3 separate regions of the Sus scrofa genome follow, and all the other regions are linked to region 2. A link is a contact called in public HiChIP or PLAC-seq data. All regions are on one chromosome and are shown on one strand. The core of a region is the stretch at or near the end of the contact, and the rest is flanking DNA. Distances in the headings are between cores, read along the strand shown.

Region 1 (4,677 bases), core at 660-3,159, 350 kb after region 2:
TTTTTGTAATTTGAAGATTTGTGGTAATTCTGCATTAAGCACTCCTGGCACCACCTTTCCAATAGCATTTGCTCACTTCCCGTCTCTCTATCACATTTTGATCATTCTCATAACATTTCAAACTTTTATCATTTTTATTATAGTATCTGGCATGGCGATCTGTGATCAGTGATCTTTGATATTACTATTCCAAAAAGATTATGTGTTGCTGAAGGCTCACATAATGGTAAGCATTTTTAGCAATAAATGATTTTTTTAATTAAGGTATGTGTGTTTCTTCAATGTAATACTATTACACACTTAATAGACTACAGAATAGTGTAACAAAATTTTTCTATGCACTGGAACACCAAAAAATTAGTGCAACTCAGTTTATTGAAATCTTTGCACTATTTCCCGGGTCTGCCTTATAGGAATCGGGGCACATTTGTGTTCAGAAGTCCTTTAGAAGCTACCAAACATTGCCTCAGGAACATACTCTCAGTCATTTCAGGAAACCTGTCAGGCAGAAGAAAGGAACAGGCCATTGTCTCCCTGCCTTACCTAGAGGCTAACCAGGCCTCCTAAAGCACAGCAGAGCCGAGCAGAGCCTCATTCTGGAAGGGAGCAAACTTGGGCTTGAATCCTGGCTCTGCCACTCACCAGGGTAATTGACAAGTCACTCCACATTCTGAAAGCCCGCTTTCAGCATCTGGAAGACTGGATTGATCAGCCTTCGGAGGGCGGCCGTGAAGACCAAGTGGGATGGTGTTTGTAGGTTAAACGGTGCCTGCAGGGATCAGGGTCCTCACAGCTCCAAAGAAGACCAGCTCCATCATCCTTCTTGCTCTGATGGGTTCCCAGGAAGCTTCCATCTTGGAAACACTCCTTGAAGGTTGACTGGCCCTGAGTCCCGCACGAGGTGTGTGTGCACCTGCTCTCTGGGCCACATCCACTCACTCTGCAGACCCAGGCCCAGGAGGGTCCCTAAAGAGGTCATGCCCACCCCACCCCCCGCAAATACATCTCATTAGGCCTCTCAAGGCCTCTTTCCTCAAAGCCCTCACCACTCCCACCCCCACCACATCCGGGGTCTCTGCTGGATGACCTCTGGGGAAGATGGAGGGTCCTCCTTGTTGAACTAAATCCCAGCCCTTGGGGTCAGAAGCTCCAGAGAGAGGTGGCCTAAACCCCTGCATATTCTGCCTAGGACTGGGTCCTGGCTGGGGACAGGGGAGAGGGGAGAGGAGAAGGGGACTTTTTGTCACAGCTCAAGGGGTGCAGTTGAAACCTCATCAACCTCCAAGCCTTTGCCAGTATGACATTATTTTCACCATTTTCCCAAATCCCACTTTTCCTGAGACTCTCTTCTCCCATCCTCTCCATCTATCTTGCCTTTTCTGCCAGGGTTGCTCTCCTTCAAAAACAAATAGTTCTGCCTCTGCCCTGGAATGCCTCTGGAAGCCAGGAACTGTTATCTCCCTGGACAACACTCCAGCCAGTGCTTGGAGTGTGATTTACATTATTGACCATAAGTCACAGAAGGAGAAACCTCCACTGAGCAGAGTGGCAGGGCCATGCTGGATAGGCAGCCAGGAGCAGCTCAGGGGGTCTCCTCCAGAGGGGCCCCCACGATGGGGGCAGGGAGGGTCCCCTTCCAGGAGCAACAAGGGGTCTCCCCACCCCAGGTCCCCACAATGGGGCTGGGGAGGGATCTCCTCCCCCAGGACCCCAGGATGGTACAGTGAAGAGGCCACTGCACCCCGTTCCTGGCTGTGTGGGCTGGTGTGTGATTGTGGCAGCCAGGAGCTTGAAAGGAGACGCTGGGTTCTTCTGGGATTTGTTGCTAGGATTGCAGGCTTCAGGCCTGACTCACCCAGCAGGGCTGGGTGCAAGCCAAGGGGCCACAGAAAGACTCTGGGGTCATACACGCGGCCGTTGGCTATGCCAGCTCAGCCTGCTGGGGACCAGCCAGGGCTTGCTGGGCAGGGGGAGTTGTGGCCCAGGGAGTCAAGACCTTTATGCAATTACAGAGGCTTTTTCTTTACTGGAGCAAGAAGACATTCCTCTTCAGAGAACGGATTACAAAGCAAATTGTTCCTGCCCCTCTTCAAAGGCCAGCGAGGTCAGGAAACTGCACTGTCCCTCTCCAAAAAGTTTAAAAATGCAGGCAGGTTTGTCTGCTTTAGACATTTTGGTGTAAGTTGCTGCCCCTGTTTGCTTACCTGGGGCTCTCCTGAACCCCCAACCTGGCTGCAGGGTAGAACCCAGGCTTCTCATCATCTTTTACTTGCTGCAACACAGTAAGAAATATATACTGGTCTCTGTCCCCTGCTTCCTGACTCAGAACTCTTGTAATTTCTTGAATGATAGGGATACTGGGAGCATCTTTTGCTTTAATATTTGATGCTGGTTCCTGATACCTAGCTCCTTTCCGATCCCTTGAAGTTTCCTTAACTAATGAGATGGAGTGGGAGTTTGGAGTTAGTAAATGCAAACTATTACTTTTGGGGGGGGGTGGGGGGGCACACCTGTGGCATATGGAGGTTCCCAGGCTAGGGGTTCAATTGGAACTACAGGTTCCAGCCTACACCACAGCCACAGCAACACCAGATCCAAGTTGTATCTGCAACCTACGTCGCAGCTCATGACAACACTGGATCCTTAAACCACTGACCAAGGCCAGTGGATACTAGTCGGGTTCATGACCTCTGAGCCACAACGGGAACTCCTAAGGTATTACATTTAGAATGGATAAGCAATGAGGTCCTGCTCTATAGCATAGGGAACTATATCCAATCACTTCTGATAGAACTTGATGGAGGATAATGTAAGAAAAAGTATACATGTGTGTGTGTGTGTGTGTGTGTGTGTGTGTGTGTGTATGACCAGGTCACTTTGCTGTACAGCAGAAATTGACAGAACATTGTAAATCAACTATGATTTTTTTTTTCTTTTTAGGGCCACACTCATGGTATGTAGAGGTTCCCAGGGTAGGGGTCAAATCAGAGCTGTAGCTGTTGGCCTACAGCAACTCAGGATCCAAGCCCCTTCTGCGACCTACACCACAGCTCATGGCAACACCGGATCCTTAACCCACTGAGTGAGTCCAGGGATCGAACCTTCATCCTTGTGGATACTAGTCAGGTTCATTAATTGCTGAACCACGACAGGAACTCCAACTATAATTTAAAAAATAAATAAATAAAAAATAAAAACAAACTACAGGGTTGAGAAGCTTCTGGGTTGGTGAATACATCTACATGCTGGAGGGTGACCCAGCCAATTCCACAGAGACAGAAGCTCCCGTGTCCAGGACCCTCCTAGACCTTGCCCTGTGTACCTCTTCATCTGTCTGTTCACCTGTATCATGTCCTTTATGATAAACCAGCAAATATAAGCAAATGTTTCCCTGAGTTTTGTGGGTTCTTCCAGCAAATTTTTAAACCTGGCAGGGAACCATGAGAACGCTCAACCTGGTAGCCAAGTAGGTCAGTTGCGTGGAGACCCTAGGGACCCGTTACTTGTGACCAGTGTCTGAAGTGTCCTCAGTCAGTGGGACTGAGCCCTTAACCTGCGGAGTCTGAGGCTAATTCCAGGTAGCTAGTGTCAGAAATACATTATAGGGAATTCCCGTTGTGGTGCAGCGGAAACGAATCCGACTAGGAACCATGAGGTTACGGGTTGGATCCCTGGCCTTGCTCAGTGGGTTAAGGATCTGGCATGGCCGAGAGTTGTGGTGTAGGTTGCAGACGAGGCTCAGATCCTGCGTGGCTGTGGCTGTGGCTGGCAGCTACAGCTCTGATTCCGACCCCTAGCCTGGGAACCTCCGTATGCAGCAGGTGCAGCCCTGAAAAGACAAAAAAGAAAGAAAGAAAGAAATCATAGGCCATCCAGTTGATACATGGAGAATTGGAAAATTGGTTGGCAAGGGAGGGAAAATCCCATGAATTTGGTGTCAAAAGTTGCAGGTAGAGAAACAGTTTTCCTTTCCCCCCAAACCAACCCATGGGAACTTTTCCTGACAAAGGTTTTACTGGCAATTGCTACAGTGGAAAAGAGGAGGGATAACAAAAATAACAACCCCAGGAATGTGACAATTTTGAGTTTTACAAAGACCTTACAGTTGCTGACTGCCAACTTAGACATCAACCCTAACCTCTTTCAGATCCCATCCAGGCCTCCAACTAGCTCGGAGTGTCAGGCAGGCTCTGGCTACCACCTCCTTCCACCAGAACTTTCCATCAAGTGCCAAAGCTTTGTCTGAGCCCCAACCCTGGACCCCTCTCCAGGAGAAGCCCCTTCATCTCTGAATCCCAAACTGAAATCAAAGAGTCAGCCACTGCAGTTTAAACCATAGCAATGCCCAGAAATCCAGGTTGTAAAAGCTGGAAACACCCTGAAGGACCATGAAATCTACCTTCTCACTCTGCAGATTAGAAAATGGGATTCCAAGGGAGTTTCCGCGTGGCTCAGCAGGAACAAATCTGACTAGCATCCATGAGGATGCAGGTTTGATTCCTGACCTCGCTCAGTGGGTTAAGGATCCAGCATTTGCTGTGAGCTGTGGTGTAGGTTGCAGACGTGGCTTGGATCTTGCATTGCTTTGGCTTCAGCGGCTGCAGCTCTGACTGGACCCCTAGCCTGGGAACATCCATATGAGAGGGTGTGGCCCTAAAAAGAAAACAAAGCGGGGGA
Region 2 (4,768 bases), core at 159-2,658:
GAGAAGGAAGGAAGGAAGGAGGGAACGAGGAAGGTCGGACAACAGACAACCAGGTGTGAATCCCAACTTCACCACTGATTAGCTCCGTGTCCTTCCATAAGTGACTTAAAATCTCTGTGCATGAGTTCTCATTCATTAAGTGGGAATAATAATGGTACTGTCCTCAGAATGGGGGAGGGGCTGAGTTACTATATTTAGGACCCTTTGAATAAGCTGCAGCACACAGTTCCTAATAAATGTTTGTCATTGTCACTGGGGAGCCCAAGACCAGGCCTTCCACCCTCCAGCTCAGGGACGTTTCTGCTGCCCCCCGCGGCATCCTCCTCCACATGCAGACTGGACATACGGCGGCCATCCATGTTTCAGTGAAAACTCATCCCAGAGTGCACATCCCCTGGAACTCCAGTTGGTCCTTTCGCCATTAATTCAAGCTGCTTTTCATTGCTCTAAAGCTTTAAAAATGTATAAACCACACACTTTGACCCAGCATCACTGCCAGCCTAAGGGCAGGTGCTCCCACCCTCCTCGGAAAAAGCCCTTCTACTTCAATCTTCAGCCATAAGAAGCCTTAGGTGCCTCGTTGATATGGGGATGCTCGTCACCACCTCCAGGCCTTGCCTTAGGTGGACTGTCCACTGGAACAGTCTCTCTTTTCCTTCCTCATGTCATTGTCATCCGTGCCAGACCAGTCGGTCCTGGACCATTTGTTTCTAGCCCTCTGAGTACTTGTCTTGTCTTTTGCACTTTTCTTACCTACTTTTTGCAAGTCCAGCCTGTGGTGTGTGGGGGCTTGCACTCTCCATGGCACACGGCAAAATGCTCAGGACCCAGTGGGTCCCTAAATAGTGCTCAATCAGAACTGACCAACAGTTTGGGGAACTGCCTCTCTGAGCAGCTGACAGTCACCCCTACCCCTTAGTTGCACGTTCAAGTGTCAGGGGACGTACCCAGATGGCATTCAACAGCACAGTGCCTAAAAAGGGGGGGACCTTTAGGAGCTGTCCCTGGGGAGGGGGGCGGAAGGGAAGAGACCTCTCCCCGTGCTCAGAGCAAGTCGCGCCACGGAGCCCCACAACCCGCCTGCACGCATTGGGGCTCGGGAAACACAGGCCCATCAGCAGCTTGAGGAGCACCCGAACCAGGCGGGACCTTGTTCTTTGGTTAAAAACAAGTGAAGGTCATCTGCCCCCGGGCCACTTGGCACCGTGGTACCGTGACAGAAGGGGTTCCACTTAAAGGGCAGCGCAAATCCAGGGCATTAAAATAACCCGAATGGTGTCGTTTTCTGATCAAATGCCTTTCCCTCTCGGGTTTGTGATTTTTGAGCCTGAGAATGTCTCCCCACAGCTCAGGTTTCCCCACTGCCACCCTGGTCTCAGGCCTGGAATGTGCGTACTGGCCATCGAGGTCTGATGTGACTATGTCACTGTCCTGAAATGGAGAGACATTATCTCATGGCCGGTGGCAGCGGACAGGCACCAGCGTGCTGCTGGCAGGCACGGCTCGAACGCGGGACGGTCCCAGGAGTGTCCCCTATCCCAGCTCTCAGTGACAGATGGCCTGAGGGCCCAGGCTCTGAGCTGCGCCTGGTACCCTGGGGTCCTGCAAATTTTCCCACCTGGGAGAAGCCCAGGGAAGCCTAGACCAAGACGGGAACCGGCTCACTCTTGGACCATCATGTTGGTTTGCAGAAAGGCCACCCCTGGTCAGGACGCCCTTGCGTATCTGGAAGGCTTGGTCAGCATGCAGAGCGCAGCCGTGCACAGGACAAGAGACCTGCACCCAAGGCCAGGCTGACCTCCGTCCTTCCTTAGCTGGGCCCCTGGGCAAGGGCTTCACCCACAGGGCACATGGGCCTGGTGGCCTGTGAGGCCACCATCCCTTCCAGCTCTTGGAGAGGACGAGGCCTCAGGGAACCACCAACCTCCCATGTGCCAGACATGCAGGAGGGCCTGGTCCCTTGGTCAGGATGCTCTTCTGGGCTGAAGAGCAGCCCCTTCTCATGCAGCCTGGGGAGGAGGGCCGGGCGGGCCCTTTCCTCCTGCATCTGCCTGATGCTCACGCACTTCCTGGGCTCTACTATGAGACACTGCTGTGGCTGCTGGGCCAGTTCCCAAATAGGTCTTGCCCACTCAAGCTTCTCCACTGAAAGTGCCTCTTTGCGGCTCTCCCTTTCTTTACAGTCCAGAAGCTGTTCCTCTACTGGGCGAGGTGTCAGAGCAACCACCTCCAGGCCCTGGAGCACCACGAAGCTGCACGGCAGCACAGATCCCACACACAGCTCCCACCACTGGCCTTTATGGCCACACGTTAGCAGGAGCGCGCCTTCTAGGCCCTTCCATGCAGAGACTGTATTTTGTCTCTCAGTGCCCCCACTGCCTGGCAACATGCTCACAGCACTGATGTCCCATCACACTTGGCATCAAACCCTGAGAGGGGATCCAGCGACACAGCCGCATTTCCTGACCCGCGGCCTCCTGACCTTCCTCCCAGACCCAGCTCGCTGGGATCAGACCCTGCCTGGCATGTCTGCTCTGGATGTCCAGGGCTCACCCCCTCGTCCACGGTCTCCCACCAAATGCCACCTTCACAGAGAGGACTTTCCCAACCACGCTTTCTAAAACAGCTTTCCTCATTCCCCAGCCCTCAAGCTGTTTCATTTCTCTTCATGGTACTTAACGCTGGTGGACTGTTGTTACATTTTATCACACTATAGTGTATTACAGATACTGCACATTTTCAGATTTTGGTCATGTGTGACTGACCCCATAAGATGGCCAGCTCCAGAGGGGCCAGGACTGGCTGTATTCCCAGCTTGTCCCCGCAGCAGTGTCGGCAATGCCGGAGGCACGCACTGTTTACTGAATTAATGTGGAGGAAAATGCACGCCAAGGTGAACTCTTCCTTGCAAAGGCAAGACCGTGATGGCTGATCATGTGACAGGCAGGAGATGATATAGGACTTTCTTTTAAAGAACCAATGAGAAGTTCCCTTCGTGGCTCAGTGGTTATTGAACCCGCCTAAGTTCCATGAGGTTGCGGGTTCAATCCCTGGCCTCTCTCAGTGGGTTAAGGATCCGGCGTTGCCGTGAGCTGTGGTGTAGGCTGGCAGCTGCAGCTCTGATTTGACCCTTAACCTGGGAACTTGCATATGCCACGGGGGTGGCCCTAAAAAGCAAAAAAATAAAAATGAAAGAACCAATGAGCATCAGAACTGCAAATGTCCTTGAAAGTTGGTCAACTCCCAGTTGTACAGAGTGGGAAGCAGCCCCAGAGGGGGAAGTGAGCAAATGCTTGTGAAGGTAACGTCTTTGACCTCTAAGAGTTAACCATCCTAGAACAAAGTCTGCTGTGACTGCTAAACTGCACAGATTTGGAGCTATCAATCTTCCGCTGGTTTTGCCTTCAAATCATTTTTATTAGAAAGAAATGAAACAAACAACAGAACAAGGCCAGCAGCATAAAATTTCACCTTCTCATGCCTCCAGGTGTTTGGAGAGACATGACAGCAAAGCAAACTTCTCTACTGATTTTGCCCAGTGTCCCTACTGTAGCCTAGACCTGGCTCAAATACTGGGGCATTGTTTCCACATTCTTCCTAGCCTTTGTGTGTTAGGCAGGACCCTGCACGACTGCTTGCATTTGGAACAGAGGAGATCCAAGCATATGCCCAAAACAAAGCTACACCTGGGGCTCCGGGCCTCTGATTGCCCTTCTCCCCCGTCCCCTGGGGATGCTGACTGTGGCCCCCATAGGTGGACAGGACCTGCTCCGTGCTGTGGGTGAGGGTTTAGTTGCGCTGTGGGTGTGATTCTCATCAGCCACTCTGGATGTGTCTTTTTGAAAAATTCTCCAGAAGATTCTGAGAAGGTCCCAGCCAGTCAAAAGCCTTCTCTCTCAGCTGGTTCTCGAGGGGGGGCTGCCCCCTTGCTCTCCTTGTAAGATTGTGTTTGACAGCAATGCAAACCAACAGTTCAACAGCAATCATTTCTTGGCAGGACAGATTGGCACGAGATGTCCCCAAACAAAACAAGCCTTTCAGGGAAGGACATTGCAAGCTGGGCTTGCGTTCCCAGGCCTCCAAGATACTTCTATAGCTGAGCCCCAGCCAGAGCCATCAGTGGTTGGTCGTCAATAATCCAACATCGTGGAGGGGAGACTCAGGGCGGGGACTGTTCCAGAACAGCTCAAACAAGGGTAACTGGAAATGCCGGACCTCCTGCTGGGGAAAGGCTGTCTACATTCAACGTGCTCTTTCCAGTGGCCTTCTCAGTGACTTTAGTCCAGAAAGAGGTCATCCTAGCACCTCCTTCCTCTCCCTCCACTTCTTTTCACCTCCCAGTTCCTCTCCATCATTCTCCGGAGTTCTTTCCTCACCACCACCGCAGTTTTCATGCCATTGATGCCTGCAGCTGGTTACATCATATGCCTCATCGTCAGCATCCTAAGCTCCTATGAAGCCTTGATTTCTAGGCTTGGTTCCAGCGCAGGCCCACAGCACGAGTCAAACGGCAAAGGTGGAGAAGTCCCCAGGGACCTTCTCAGCCAACCAGGTGGCTTCTGAATTCCCACAAGAGGGCGCCCGAGACCGCCAGAGTCAGGCCACGGCAGCGGCCTCGAGGCCAGGAGGTGGCGCTGTTGCCTCAACCTTGAGCCGAGAGCGGCTCCGGGGGCGCGCTGTCGGTGACCCCAAGGAGGGTGACCTCAGGGGATGCAGGCCTGGCCCAGGAGCAAGGTCAGGCCTCTGCTATCCTGACTCTAGAAAGTTA
Region 3 (4,658 bases), core at 420-2,919, 430 kb after region 2:
TGTTCAATACCCAAATGTTGCATAAAAAGCATTTACATCTTACACAAACATCCCAGAAGCATTCTCCACAACGTCAAGAAAAAGGTTAGAACCACTGTTCCTAGCTTAATTCAAACCATCAAGCACTAATTGAATAAAAATATGAAGGCTATTAGGGAATGGCAACTATAAAATCAGGTCTTCTGAGTCCATAGCATAGAATCCCAAGAAACCTAAAACGGTGGAAGCAAACCAACCTGGAAGCTGACTTAAGCTGACATTCTAGATGGCTCCAGAGCACTTCAGTCTCTGAGCTCCCTTCTAGACCTGAAAATAGCTTTAATTATTACCTCATATTCCAATTTCTCACTGCTTAGCCAAGAATGTCCTCAAAAGGTCACTAGATTCACTCACAGATACTGCCAAAGCTCTGCTTTTTCAAGAGTGGATTATTATCCATTCAGTCAATACGCACTTCCTGGCTCCTCTTATACATAGCACTTAGCACTGTAGGAGTTACAAGGAGTATAATGCATGACTCTTGACCTCATAGGATTTCCATTCTAAAGGAGACTAGAATCTAGAATTTCAATGTGAAAAATATCAAGTCTAATCATTATATAAGATAACCAGGAATCTATCTTAAGTAACGTAATGACTCATCGAGTATGTAGTAAAAACAATGCATGCTATGGAGAGAAAGATACCCGTGGGTGGGAGTGGTTGTGGAGGCCCTGGAATGAAACTCAGCCTTAGTGGATAAAAAGGCTCTCAACAGACAGAGAGAAGGGGAACTATTCCAGGGGAGGGGACCACTACAATAACGGCATAGTGGTATAAGCGGCCTAGGAAAACAGAAAATGGACCAAAACTCTTAACTAGAGGCTAAAGTAAGGATGCAGTGTTTACAGACTGAGAAAGGTAATTTAGGACCAGACCGTAAAGAATCTGAATGGTAGGAATTTGGCGCTCCCGCTGTGGCACAGTGGGTTAAGAATCTGACTGCAGCAGCTTGGGTCACTCAGAAGGCGTGGGTTTGATCTCCTCAGGTTCCAGCATTGCTGCAGCTGCTGCAGAGACCAAAGCTGTGGTCTATATTCAATCCCTGGTCCAGGAACTTCCATGTGTCATGGGTAGAGCCATTTAAAAAAAAAGAAAAGAAAAGAAAAGAAAAGAATCAACGGAATGGTTGGAATTCGTACTTAATCCTATTGAGTCTAGGATGTGACACTCTCCTGTGGTATACTGTAGAAAGGGGTGAGAGATATGGAAATGCTGAACTTTCAGTGGGCCCTTTTGACATTAGCTCCACAATCAAAGAGATTCACAGGTGAGTGGATCTAATTATACCTTTTTAAAAATGGGGGGATTAACTGAACATTTTAGTCTTCCGTGGTCACCCTGGCCTCTGACTGAGGGTCACCAGTAATGGGCAGCTAAAGGAGGAAAAGCCAAAGAAACTCAGAGCTGCTGGAGGCTGGAAAGAAATTGTTCCCTGCAGTGAAATCTGCCCCATCTATGCCAGGGATAAAGCAGCAGGATTAGGTGGTTTGCTGGGCCCCACGGCATGGTCTGTGGTGCTGTCAGCAGTCTTTCATCAAAACATGATGGTGCAGCACCCAGTGGTGGCTGGCTTATGTACTGGATATGAAATGCAGGCTTACATGTCCCTCTATTTTTACATGCACCCAGGCCTGCTGGATGACTGCCATTCCATTCAAGGGAGGTAAAATAAAACCCTCTCGTGTAGCACGCTGAGACACACACCACGAATTCCTGGAAGCAGCAGGCAAGAAAGGGTTTGACCTCCAACCACAAAAAGGAATCCAGTAGGGGAAACCGCACAGTGGCCTCACAGACCACAGAGAGAAATCCATTCTCAGAGTGTGGAAAGCTGGTCTTGGCAAAAGCAGTAGGTGGGATTTTGAACAAATCACACCAGTTTGGAGTAAGGGAAGCCAAGATGAAGGACATCGAGGTCACACCTGTCCCATTCGCATCAGCTCCATTGTCAAATTCCAGTCCTGTAGAAATCCTTGCACTGGGAGTCCACGCCCCAAGCATATCCTACAGCAGAGACGAAGCCAGTTTTAACCAGAGGGGAAGCAGACCGAAAAGTCAACATGGGAGTTCCCATCATGGCTCAGTGGTTAATGAATCTGACTAGGAACCATGAGGTTCGGGTTCGATCCCTGGTCTCCTTCAGTGGGTTAAGGATCTGGCGTTGCTGTGAGCTGTGGTGTAGGTCACAGATGCTGCTTGGATCCTGCATTGCTGCATCTCTGGCACAGGCCGGTGGCTATAGGATTAGACCCCTAGCCTGGGAACCTCCATATGGTGCTGATGCGGCCCTAAAAAAGGCAAAAAGACAAAAAAAAAAAAAAAAAAAAAGTCAACATGGTTGGTTGTATGGGAAATGGCTAAAAAGAATTTGAAGGCTCTTGGAGATACAACTAGTAGACAGCATATCCTGACAAAATCCACTGCTCATGGACCTTCAGTTCCAAACCACTAGCTCCCATTCCTCTCAGGTTCCCCACCCTTGAACATTTATAGACAGGCCCATATTTTCTTTCATTGGCCACCGCCTTCCCAATGCTTTCCCAGGTTCCTAGGATTGAATGCTGCCTATTCTGAATTTGTGCTAATCTCACGGCACTTTTCACATGTTTTATCTCTCTCTCTTTTTTTTTTTTTTTTTTGTCTTTTTGTCTTTTTAGGGCCACACCCATGGCATATGGAGGTTCCCAGGTTTGGGATCTACTCAGAGCTATAGCTGCCGGCCTATGCCACAGCCACAGCAACGCCAGATCTGAGCCCGTCTGCAACCTACACCACAGCTCACGGCAACGCCGGATCCTTAACCCAGTGAACGAGACCAGGGATCGAACCCAAAACCTCATGGTTCCTAGCTGAATTCATTAACCACTGATCCATGACAGGAACTCCTCGTTTTATCTAATTATTTACATACACAACTTTTCCGTACTAGTTTGTAAACTCTTGTGGGTGAGATATAATCCCCATACTAGCTCACATCACCTTAAACATCAGAGATATTATTATTATTGAAAATACATTCAAATATATTTTTATATAGCTGGAAAACTATAGATCATCCAGAAAAAAAAAAATGGAAACGGTAAAAGATTTATGAGTGGGAGACCAACTAGGAGACAACTGCCATAGCTCAAGTGACAGGGAATTCCCTGGTAGCCTAGTGGTCAAGGATCCGGCATTGTCAGTGCTATGGCTTGGGTTCGATCCCTAGCCTGGGAACTTCCATATGCCATGGGTGCAGGCAAAAAAACAAAACAAAGCAACAACCACCAAAAAAACAAAAACAAAAACACATAGTTCAAGGGACAGTTAGTGAACATCTGAACTCAAAGGAGTAGCAGTGGGAGGAGAAGGAGACATGAGGACATGAGGCCTCAACACATCTTTTTGCCTCCTTCATTGACTTTTAGGGCAACATGTCACACTTAAGCAAAACACATATGTCCTCCAAGATAAAGATCACAGTCAAAGAGTATCGCTGTTTGTCCAAACTCTGACTTGCTCTGAACAGATAATTGGGTATTAAAACCAACACTGTTCACAGAAAAAAGTAGAGGGACAGTCAGGTTTGGGGAAGTGACCCCCAACCTTGAGGAAAAGAAGCAGATGTGAGGATTCTTCGCTCCAGCCTCCCTCACTTCCGCCCCTTCTTCCCATCCCCACAGTCACCCTTTCCAGGGCCAGTGCTCACATCCCTTTCTCTCTCTCACCCCCGAGTTAAACACTCACTAACTCTCCCTTGAACTGTGGCCGTTATGTTCTTTTTTTTTTTTTTTTTGTCTTTGGGCCGCTCCCGCGGCATATGGAGGTTCCCAGGCTAGGGGTCGAATTGGAGCTGTAGCCACTGGCCTACGCCAGAGCCACAGCAACGCAGGATCCGAGCCGAGTCTGCAACCTACACCACAGCTCACGGCAACGCCAGATCGTTAACCCACTGAGCAAGGGCAGGGACCGAACCCGCAACCTCATGGTTCCTAGTCGGATTCGTTAACCACTGCGCTAACCACTGCGTTAACCACAGGAACTCCCCGTTATGTTCTGATTGGTCTTCTGTTCAAGTATTTTTGACAGTTTCCAATTTTTTTTCTAAGTAGTTTATAGTTTCCCAAACATAGTCCATACATTCCCACCCCCAGATCTCTGCTCAAGTCTTTGCGGAGACTGTGGAATACTTCCCCCATATCTGCCTATCCAAATTTTATTTATCTTCTAAATTCAATCTAACCACTTCATCCTTCATTGAGTCTTCCTGAAATTTCCTCTTTTTCTGAATTCTCATAGTATTTGGCACCTTTCTTACTGTATTTGACATACTCTGCATTACAGTTTTCCATGTATGCCTTCGTTCTCCAATTAAAATGGGAATTCCTGAGAACACAAACTTTTTTTTTGCCTTTTCTAGGGCTGCTTCCCGCGGCATATGGAGGCTCCCAGGCTAGGAGTCTAATCGGAGCTAGGGGTCTAATCGGAGCTGTGACCAGCCTACGTCAGAGCCACAGCAACGCGGGATCCGGGCCGTGTCTGCGACCTACATCACAGCTCACAGCAACGCCGGATCCTTAACCCACTGAATGAGGCCAGGGTTCGAACCCGAACCTCATGGTTCCTAGTCGGATTCG

What was found. HiChIP or PLAC-seq counts read pairs in DNA pulled down with a chosen protein or histone mark.
Region 1: an H3K27ac HiChIP or PLAC-seq map of skeletal muscle shows a contact between it and region 2. The contact joins two enhancer-like sites. A contact is called at or near these places in 1 of 47 Hi-C or Micro-C datasets (epiblast stem cells) and 1 of 2 datasets of contacts at active chromatin or transcription factors (skeletal muscle).
Region 3: an H3K27ac HiChIP or PLAC-seq map of skeletal muscle shows a contact between it and region 2. The contact joins two enhancer-like sites. A contact is called at or near these places in 1 of 47 Hi-C or Micro-C datasets (embryonic fibroblasts) and 1 of 2 datasets of contacts at active chromatin or transcription factors (skeletal muscle).

The regions. Positions count from the first base shown.
Region 1 is chr9:57,153,148-57,157,824 of Sscrofa11.1, reverse strand. No RefSeq gene overlaps it. Among named protein-coding and RNA genes, the nearest start is that of ADAMTS15, 28 kb to the right of the region's middle. Within about 2 kb of position 1,909, at least 20 of the 83 cell types and tissues checked have an H3K27ac peak or open chromatin away from gene starts, as enhancers often do. A contact at or near this core is called in skeletal muscle, where this site is marked.
Region 2 is chr9:57,502,046-57,506,813 of Sscrofa11.1, reverse strand. No RefSeq gene overlaps it. Among named protein-coding and RNA genes, the nearest start is that of SNX19, 54 kb to the left of the region's middle. Within about 2 kb of position 1,408, at least 1 of the 83 cell types and tissues checked has an H3K27ac peak or open chromatin away from gene starts, as enhancers often do. A contact at or near this core is called in skeletal muscle, where this site is marked.
Region 3 is chr9:57,070,467-57,075,124 of Sscrofa11.1, reverse strand. No RefSeq gene overlaps it. Among named protein-coding and RNA genes, the nearest start is that of ADAMTS8, 40 kb to the left of the region's middle. Within about 2 kb of position 1,669, at least 7 of the 83 cell types and tissues checked have an H3K27ac peak or open chromatin away from gene starts, as enhancers often do. A contact at or near this core is called in skeletal muscle, where this site is marked.